Regions from separate parts of the Arachis hypogaea genome. Here region 1 is linked to region 2. Evidence: chromatin contacts called from public Hi-C data. All regions are on one chromosome and are shown on one strand. The core of a region is the stretch at or near the end of the contact, and the rest is flanking DNA. Distances in the headings are between cores, read along the strand shown.

Evidence for each region. Hi-C and Micro-C count contacts between places; a contact is called where the count stands out from the background.
Region 1: a Hi-C map of leaf shows a contact between it and region 2, with 2.5 times the contacts expected there. The contact joins the promoter of LOC112696637 here to the promoter of LOC112696636 in region 2. A contact is called at or near these places in 2 of 8 Hi-C or Micro-C datasets (both in leaf).

What each region holds. Positions count from the first base shown.
Region 1 is chr6:61,464,659-61,469,152 of arahy.Tifrunner.gnm2.J5K5, reverse strand. LOC112696637 (PAN domain-containing protein At5g03700) reads right to left here and starts at 1,627. Exons shown (of 1, transcript XM_025749464.3): 1 at 1-1,627. The coding sequence starts at 1,321.
Region 2 is chr6:60,596,453-60,601,069 of arahy.Tifrunner.gnm2.J5K5, reverse strand. LOC112696636 (polyadenylation and cleavage factor homolog 4) reads left to right here and starts at 1,933. Exons shown (of 7, transcript XM_072197024.1): 1 at 1,933-2,879; 2 at 3,566-3,667; 3 at 3,938-4,225. The coding sequence starts at 4,016.

The sequences.
Region 1 (4,494 bases), core at 378-2,877, 870 kb before region 2:
TCCCAACCATAACCCCAACCACCACCCCAACCCGAACCCCAACCCGATTCTTCCCACTCTCACTTTTCCTCACCTTAAAATACCCAACCTTGTAGTCTTCCCCGGAACCCGTCATCGTCCCAATCGGGTAGTCCATTATGTAACAAAACCCGCTTACGTTGTTGTACATCGCACCCCAACAGCTACAGTTTCTCTCGCACAACCCTTCACACTCCGCCGAAGACGGCGTCGTCACGTGACCATCCAGCTCCTTATGCGGTGGCTCCACCCCCGTCCTTCGAATCACTGAGTAGCTGTCTCCACCAATCTTTTCCGAGCACAAGTTTCCGTTGCTACCACCGAAGCATCCAACACCCGGTTCGAACCGGGTTCGGTTATCCAAACACGAGCACCCAGACCCGCCCGGAGTACACAAACCGTACGAACCGCAGGGGAGTGGAAGCTCGCAGGTTTCCGTTATGGCCTGGTAGTTGAGCACCCAACTGGACTTGTTGGAATTCCAATAATACCCTTTGAGGTTCCCATCGGGTTCTAACCGCACGAACAGAAACGACGATGCCGTTGGATTTTGTTGGAAGCTGTCGAACTTCTGAACGTCAATGGGCTTGGCGCTGGTTTGGTACATGCCCAGATACCCCTCTTTATTGACACGTGCGTAAATTGGTCCCTGTCCTTGTTTTATAACTGCTTTGGCCTCCAGTGCGGTGCGCTTCCAGTAGAGTAACTGCCTCAACGAACTTGCGTCATTTTCGGGGTAGTTAGCGTAGAGCCCCATGAAGTCGTTGCCTAACCGCAGCGAGTACAAACCATTTTGCGACGATAATGACATGGCGGTTGTGAAGTTCTGGTCCTGAACGAGAGTATTTGTGGGGAAATCGAAGCTTTGCCATATGGGAGTGGCTTTGGCTTTGTTTAGGATCTGAAGGTTGGAGGTGTTAAGTAAGAGAAGGGTGTCGCCGCCGTTTGTTTCGGTTGACCAGAGGAGGTTTGTTTTGGGGTCGGAGAGGAGAAGAGTGCCGTTGAAGGAGAGGCGCGTGGTGTGGGACCATGAGGCCAAGTGAGTTGGGTTGGCGAGCCAGAGTGGCTGCGAGGATGCCACATGGATGACGGCGAGTGCGAGGTGGTTTTGGTTCCGGCGGAGGAAGCATAAAGAGAAATTGCCAGTAGGGTCGGTGAAAAGGGACTCGAACAGCGCCGTTTGGGATTGTGGTGACGCGGAGAAGCCTATGTGGATCTGTGGTGATGCGGAACATGTCAACGCTGTGGCGAGGGAGAGGAATAGTAGGAGTAGGAACGGGGACATGTGAGTAGGCCTAAACATGATGGTTGAATTAATATGATCACTACACAGGGAAAGAAGTTCCACAGTGCGAGAGTTTCCATTTATAGAGTTAAGAAAACTACTGTTGTGAAAAATAGAGTTAAAAGATTCAGACGCTCACCAAAAAAAAAAAAAGTAGAGATGTTATTGATAAGAATACTAAGTAAAATAGTTAACTAATTCCAAGTTCCAACTAACTACTATGTGCGTATTTTTTTCATCTTCATATGCGCTGCTTTTTTTTCTTTTTCTTTTTCTTACTTATTTACACTTTTGTTGCGGCTAATTTTTTTTTATATGACACCAACTTTGGTGTAATACTAGGTTATGAAACTATAGAGTGTTTTACACTGGTATGACGGCGTTCAGGTGAAGGGAAGTAATTAGACGGTCTGATTTATTGCAGCTGAAAGGGAACACAAATCGAACCGTTCGATTTGTAGTTTATGGAGGATAGTGTATGAAAATCGGATCCATCGATTTCATGCTTAACGTACAAATTTTTTTTTTGACCTAAGAAAATCGGACTCAGCGATATCTTTGCAGGATTGAAAAAAATCTTGCAGGCCATGAAATTGGAACCAAAGATTTCTGGATTGCCATTTCTTTTGCGCGGGCCGTTCACTAATCGGACGGTCCGATTTTATTGTTTAAAAAAATTTGAACGACCATGAAAGCGGTCGGATGGTCCGATTTGAGTTTAATATATGTTTAAACCTAACCCAATGCTGAGCAGCCAACTTCATCTTCTTCTTCTTTTGTGCTCCAAATCTTCGAAGCTCTCCTCTCTCTTTCTCTGCATCTCCATTATCATGGATGATAGAGTGAGATTAAAAGTGTATTATCATGGCCAAATATTGTTACAAACATCTGAAGGAGTGAAATTTGCGTGTGAAAATCCGTTAGATATTATAATTCCTTTCACACTGTCTTATGAAGAATTGAAAGGTATGATTTGTGAGAAGATGGATTCTCAAATATCTAGGAGAGTGTCGTGTATTTTGTACAGATATCCTATATTTGTCTTTGGTGAGTTCGTGCAATTCCAAACGAAATACGTGACCGATGAAGCAAGCATGCAAGAAATATTTTCAGTGTATCTTGAAAGTCGGTCATGAATATCGTTCATTGAACTGTATATCGAGTTCGAGCAATCTACAACAAACCGAGATATTGAATTGGAATATTACAACAGTAATAGTGAGGAAGAGTTCGAAAGTAACTACGAGGTCGTTGATCTAGGTGTAGACGAAGATCAAGCTGACGAGGCTATGGTGGTAGATGTGGCGGATGTGGCAAATGCACTAGCAAACCAGCAGCCGTTTGTGGAGCCGAGTTTCATGCGATCGTTGGATTTGGAGGCTATGCATGCACCAGAGTTTCCTCAATATGTAAATGCAGGTACGCCATCATTTTAAATTAATATTTGTTAAACTATGATTTGTGCATAGGTTTTGAGTTTAGGACAAATATTTAAGACAACGGTAAATAGGCAAAATATGGCATATAATTAGTAATTGTTTAACGTTTAATTATCAAGTAAACATGTATGCTGAGAAATTTAGTATTTTCCGTCATTGTTATTAAAACTAGACCGGATCAGCCGGTTCGACTGGAAAACCGGTGAACCAAACCAGACCTGCCAGTTCAATTCGAAAAATCCAAAGTGAACCGGTTAAAACCGGTCAAACTCCGAAAAATTAACAAAATACTTATTGTTCCTATTTCATATCGTCCGATCAAACCCAGTAGTGTGGAGTATGTAGTGGACCTCCGTCGACAACGGTGTGACTGTGGTGAATTCTAAGTTGACCGGCTTCTGTGTTGACAAGTGTTTGCTTGTTGTGCAAACCAGCGGCTGGATTGGCAACTGTATGTACATGATGTCTACAAGATGGACCAAGTTCGACGAGTTTATAGGGCTGGGTTTAGGCCACTAGGGAATCCCACAACATCGCTTGTTTATCATGGACCTCGATTTGTAGGTAATCCATTCCTCAGATGGGTATCCAAAGGTCGGCCAAGGATGACCCGTTTCTTGAATGAGATGGATACTCGGATGTTGCGTGGTCCTAGGCGATGTAAGCAATGCGAGGCCGAGGGCCATAACCGTAGTAGATGTCGTCAACGTGGTAGTGCAAGTGCAGGTGCGACCACCCAATAGAGCTCCAGCCAAATTTCTCACTCGAGTTATTGTATGACTTTCAATATTTTATATATCGTATGACTTTCGTGTGTGATGTTATTGTATGATTTTGGGATTTTCATATACTGAAAATTTAATGTGAGTGTTGATGAAAAGTAAAGTAGCATAGTTGATGACATAAATAAGTCCACTAAACACATAAGTCCAACATATTCTAAATAAATAAGTCGAATACATTCTAAATAAATAAATCCAACACATTCTACATAAATAAGTTCAACAAACCGGAAACAATAAGCAACAAACACATTCTAAATAGATAAGTCCAATATAGACATCATTTTCTCGTCGCCCATTTTACATCTTTGTATAATTTCTTGCATTTCTTTGCAATCGGGTTAAAAGCGGATGGGGTATATCGACTAGTGCTCCGACGTGGGGATCAGCTCTAAGGTTGTATCCTTTTTCTTTTTCGCTAGTGGTTGTACCTATGAAAACATTTAATAACCAACTAATCAAATCAACTAATCAATAGCCAACTAATCAAATCAACTAATCAAATCAAATCAAACCAACTAATTCAATAACCGACTAATTGGTTCAACTAATCAAATCAACTAAGTCAATAACCAACTAATTCAATAACCAACTAATCAAATCAACTAATCAAATCAAATCAAATCAACCCAACTAATTCAATAACCAACTAATCAAATCTACTAATTCGATAACCAACTAATTCAATAACCAACTAATCAAATCAACTAATCAACTCAAATCAAACCAGTCTAACCAATAAATTGTTTTACCTGCACTAGGCGCTGGACCATCATTTGGACCATCACCCCCTCATCATCAGCATCATCAACCTCCTCATCCTCATCGTCGTCCTCATTCTCGTCCTCATCCTCATCCTCGTCCTCATCCTCATCCCCATCCAGATTGTCAACCAAAAAGTCATCAGCCTCATCATCAACTGCCTAGTAGCTCTCCTAAATTAGACCCATCGGAACACGACATGAATTTT
Region 2 (4,617 bases), core at 684-3,183:
TTACCTTGTTCGGATTAGAAAGAACCCTTGGCTTGAACCCTGTTGAGAATCCCGTAAGGGATGATGTTCTCACCTATTTTGGGAATCATTACTTTTCAGATGCAGGTCCTGACGCTTCTCAGTGAACGGGAGGTTTATCTGGAAGGACAGCGAAAAAGACCTTTTATTCCACTTTGCTTTTTGACCCCACCTAGTGGGACAAGACTTTGTTGTTGTTGTTGTTGTTGTATTCCACTTTGATTTTAGACTCTCTCCTTCTTTTTGAAAAATTTATATTATGAGCTTGTTCTAAGAACTTGCCTTTAGAGGCTTTTGATGTAATTTGGAGAGATAAGTCGTGTCTATCAAACTATTTTACTGTTGTAACTCTAGCCGGCCTAATCTTTGCGGGCTGAGACTAGTAGATACTTATATATATATATATATGTGTGTGTCTCTTTACTCTTATCCTTCCTTCGAGCTTTTAATTATCTATGTTTTCTGACGTGCTTATGTTTACCATCAAGTGTGAATGATTGGCGAATTGTCTTATTCCTTGAAGTTTTAAATCTTTTCACAGACTTCTAGTATAATATTCCTTTTTATACATAAGTATTTATATCACAGCTTGAGTTGTAGAACTAAACCATAATAGAATTATGACTTATAAGGCAATGAATGGTAGGGTGTTATAGCTGCTACGACTACCATTTCTCCTGGAACTCTATTGCGCCACCGCCATCATATGTGAAGGGGAGAAGAAGAAGCTATGAGATATAGATTTTGCAGCACGATGAGTTTATCTAAATGTTAGGGTTAATGATTTAGGAATTTTTTTATTTAGAGATTTTAGTTTTTCTAAATATTAAATTTTAATAATAAATAAAAGTACCTCATAATTATATAGCTTTGTGAGTTTTCCATTTTATCATTGAAATTTATTACCTCAGCATTTTTCGTTAACAGAAACGGAGATAGTTAACGTTTAGTTATTTTTGTCGGATTCTAAAATTATTTAGGGATCTTTTTGTTAATAATGTCTTTTAAGTATTATTTTGTCAACGTTTAAATTTTTCCAATACTAATTTGATAGTTATCTCATCTTTTTATTCACTTTCTTCTTCCTTTATTCTTTCAGAGAAGAATTAGGTAATTATAATACCATATTTGGTGCTCAATTATTAATGCTGGTTCAATTTTTTGTTTTTAAAAATTTCTTTTAGTGTTTGTTTGGGCGCCATTAGATTAATAAAAATGATCTTTTTTCAATAAAGAAGATTTTTTTATTTTTTAGCGTGTTTGGTAAATTTTTAGTAATAAAAATAAAAGCACTAGAAAAATAAAAAATATTTTTTTTTGAGAAGGTACAATTTATATCTTTTTAAAAGATCTTTTTCTTTAAAAAAATATTTTTTCACATAATAAATAAACAAAAAAATATTTTTATATTATTATACCCAAACATAATTGATAAATTAAAAAAATCTTTTTGCATAAGATATTAAAACATAAAATTACTTTTATTTTTTTATAAAATCTTTTAAAAAAGATAATTCAATTTTTTTTTTAAAAGTTCACTTAAACAAACCCTTAATCTACTTGATTCTTCAATATTTGTTACTCTGATTTTGATGTGCTTATTTTTATTTTAAAACAAATGCTTATCTTTTATTATAGTTAATGTAATTTAGTTAAATGTTTAAGTGGTTAAAAATAGAAGGAACATTTGAAAAATTAAATATATATTTTTTTTAGTGAGTCAATAAAAATCTAACATTTAAATATTTTTGTCAAATAAAATTTATTTTTTATTAGTATAATATTAATTTAATAGTTTGTGATCAATTTTATCAATATCTAAATTTTTTATGATAAAAAATAGTTATTTACTCATAAATTTATTAACAAACAGAGATAGTATAAAAAAAAATCTCTTATGGCAAATATTCAATTAATGTCGGAATTATAATTTCAAGAATGTCTGAGATCAGATCTACTATGTATAAAAAAAGGGGAGCATCTGAATTGAATTGAATGACTAAATCAATACTCTGATCAACGAAAGAAAGTGAAAAAAAGAAGGAAGGAAAAAAGAAAAAAAAAAGAAGAAAGAAAGAAACAGTTCGAATTGAGATTGAGGAAAGGTCACACTGATAGTTCAGTTCACTAACCTGGAGTTACTACCGATGAGTTTCTTCACTCTTGATGCTAATCGCGTCCTTCATATAACGTTCAACCCCCTTCTTTTTATCCCTCCTTTTTGTCTGGATTTGGAGATTAGGGTTTAACCCAATCCCCCCGGTAGATTTTGTCTTTTCCCTCTTTCAGTTTTCTTCTGTTTTTCATTCTTTTTCTCCACCTGGCAATAAAATCTGCGCGGGAACCAATTACCGGACGCTATTTCGTTCGGTAAATCAATTGAATCTTGTTCCCGCAAGCTCCTCGCTTAATTGAAACTACATTAGGGTTTTTACATTCGTTTCATATATATACGTATTTTTTTTAATTAATACATGAACATGGAGAGCACGCGTAGATCGTTCGATAGATCGAGAGAGCCGGGCGCCAAGAAGCCCCGATTGATCGACGAGCTCGACAGCAGTTCCAACCCCATTTCCCGACCGTTTTCTCAGCCGCGGCAACCGCCGTCCTCTGCGGTTACACCGTTGACTTCCGCCACCGCGAGGTTCCGAACTAACAGCGACAGGGACTCCGAAAGCAGCGACAGGTACCACCCGCAACCGCCACCGCACCAGGAGCTTGTATCTCAGTACAAGGCCGCGCTAGCTGAGCTCACTTTCAACTCGAAGCCAATAATTACGAACTTGACCATCATTGCAGGAGAGAACCTTTCTGCTGCGAAGGCCATTGCTGGCACCGTTTGTACCAACATTCTAGAGGTGAACCTTTAAAGTTTGCACTGTGCGCTTGTTTATGCTGTTTTTTTCACAATCTGTTTTCATGTATTGTGCCATTTTTAATTCTTTGGATTGAATTGAGTTGGTAAGAATCTAAGATGCAAGTAATGAATGGGAAGAGTTGCAGTCCTGGGAGTAGATGAGAAAAAGAGATGTTTTTCTGGTAGTTTTTTTTTTTTTTTTTTTTAAAGCATTTATGCTTAACCCAATTCAATCAAGTTTCATTTGTTAATTGTTAAGGTTTTCAGAGAATAAAGATCTATAGTTTTTCAATCAAGAGGTAAAAAGAAAAACTAAGAATTATCCTTTGCTTGGTGATGGCAGTTTTGTAGGAGTATCATTAAAAAGTAGTGCTCTACATTTTTCCTGATTCTCTTTTCATCACTTTGTATAAAACAGGGGGTTTACAAACTTTGAAAATTTTCATTTCTTTTTTATTTGTTGTTGGATATGGCAAAGGAAATGAACACTACTGTTTCCTATTATAATCAGTGCTCTGAAGTCTGGTTTCAATGAAATTTGCTCATACTTTTTAGGCTTTAGTTGTTACCCTTGTTTAGATATGGCTTGGCAGTGTTGTATCTGTTTCTTTGCTTATTAATTTTTTCCACAGTAGAAAAGCTGTCTCATCGCTTTAACGATTCAAATTTGTGTTAATGACTATCCAGGTTCCAAATGAACAAAAGCTTCCATCTCTTTATCTCTTGGACAGTATTGTTAAGAATATTGGGCGGGATTATATAAAATACTTTGCTGCCAGACTACCTGAGGTCAGATATCTGTTCTGTTTTCATTTTTGTTGACCTTTAATGCCTTTATCTAGAAACTACTTATCACTTTGTTTATTATATGATCTACAATGAATAGTCCAAATTCTGAGGTTATGAGGTTTTACACTATGTAGGTCACATCGAAAAAGATAGTTAGAATTCTTGCATTTCATTAAATATGAATATTCTGCTTGTTCTACTGGTAACTGTTATTCTCTTTGTATTTTTGCTGAGATATTTTTTCTAATTTTACAACCTATTTTTAACTAGGTACTTGCCCGTTACTCCTTTACATTTTAGGTATTCATCAAGGCATACAAACAGGTTGATCCACCTGTCCATTCAAGTATGAGGCATCTTTTTGGAACTTGGAAGGGATACTTTCCTCCGCAGACCCTTCAGATGATTGAAAAGGAACTTGGCTTCACACCTGCAGTCAATGGTTCGGCTTCTTCATCTGCTACACTCAGAAGTGAATCACAGTCACAACGCCCAGCTCATAGCATCCATGTGAATCCTAAGTATTTAGAACGACAGCGTCTTCAGCAGTCCAGCAGGGTGGGTGAAATGATTGCACCTAAAATGTATAAACGTTTGAAATGTTGGATTTGAGTGGAGTTACTCAGGATTGGACTACCTTTTTTTTGGGTGATCAATTGAATTCTCATTCTTGTTTCTTGGATATTAAAATTGAACTTGAAGATATATCATGCAACAAAATTCTGATCTTGATTACTTCTTACTGAGACACTTGAGACACAATGCAATAGTCCTGCATTCCACATCTTTGTAAATATGAACTTTCTAAGAAACTAAAACTCCTTTACTTTTTGTAAATATGAAATATCCTGACCTTTTTTCCTTTGGATATATTTTGGGTTTTATTGTTGTTTATATGGTTTAATATATTAATCTTGTTAGCTTGAGATAGAGGTAATCTTTTGAATACT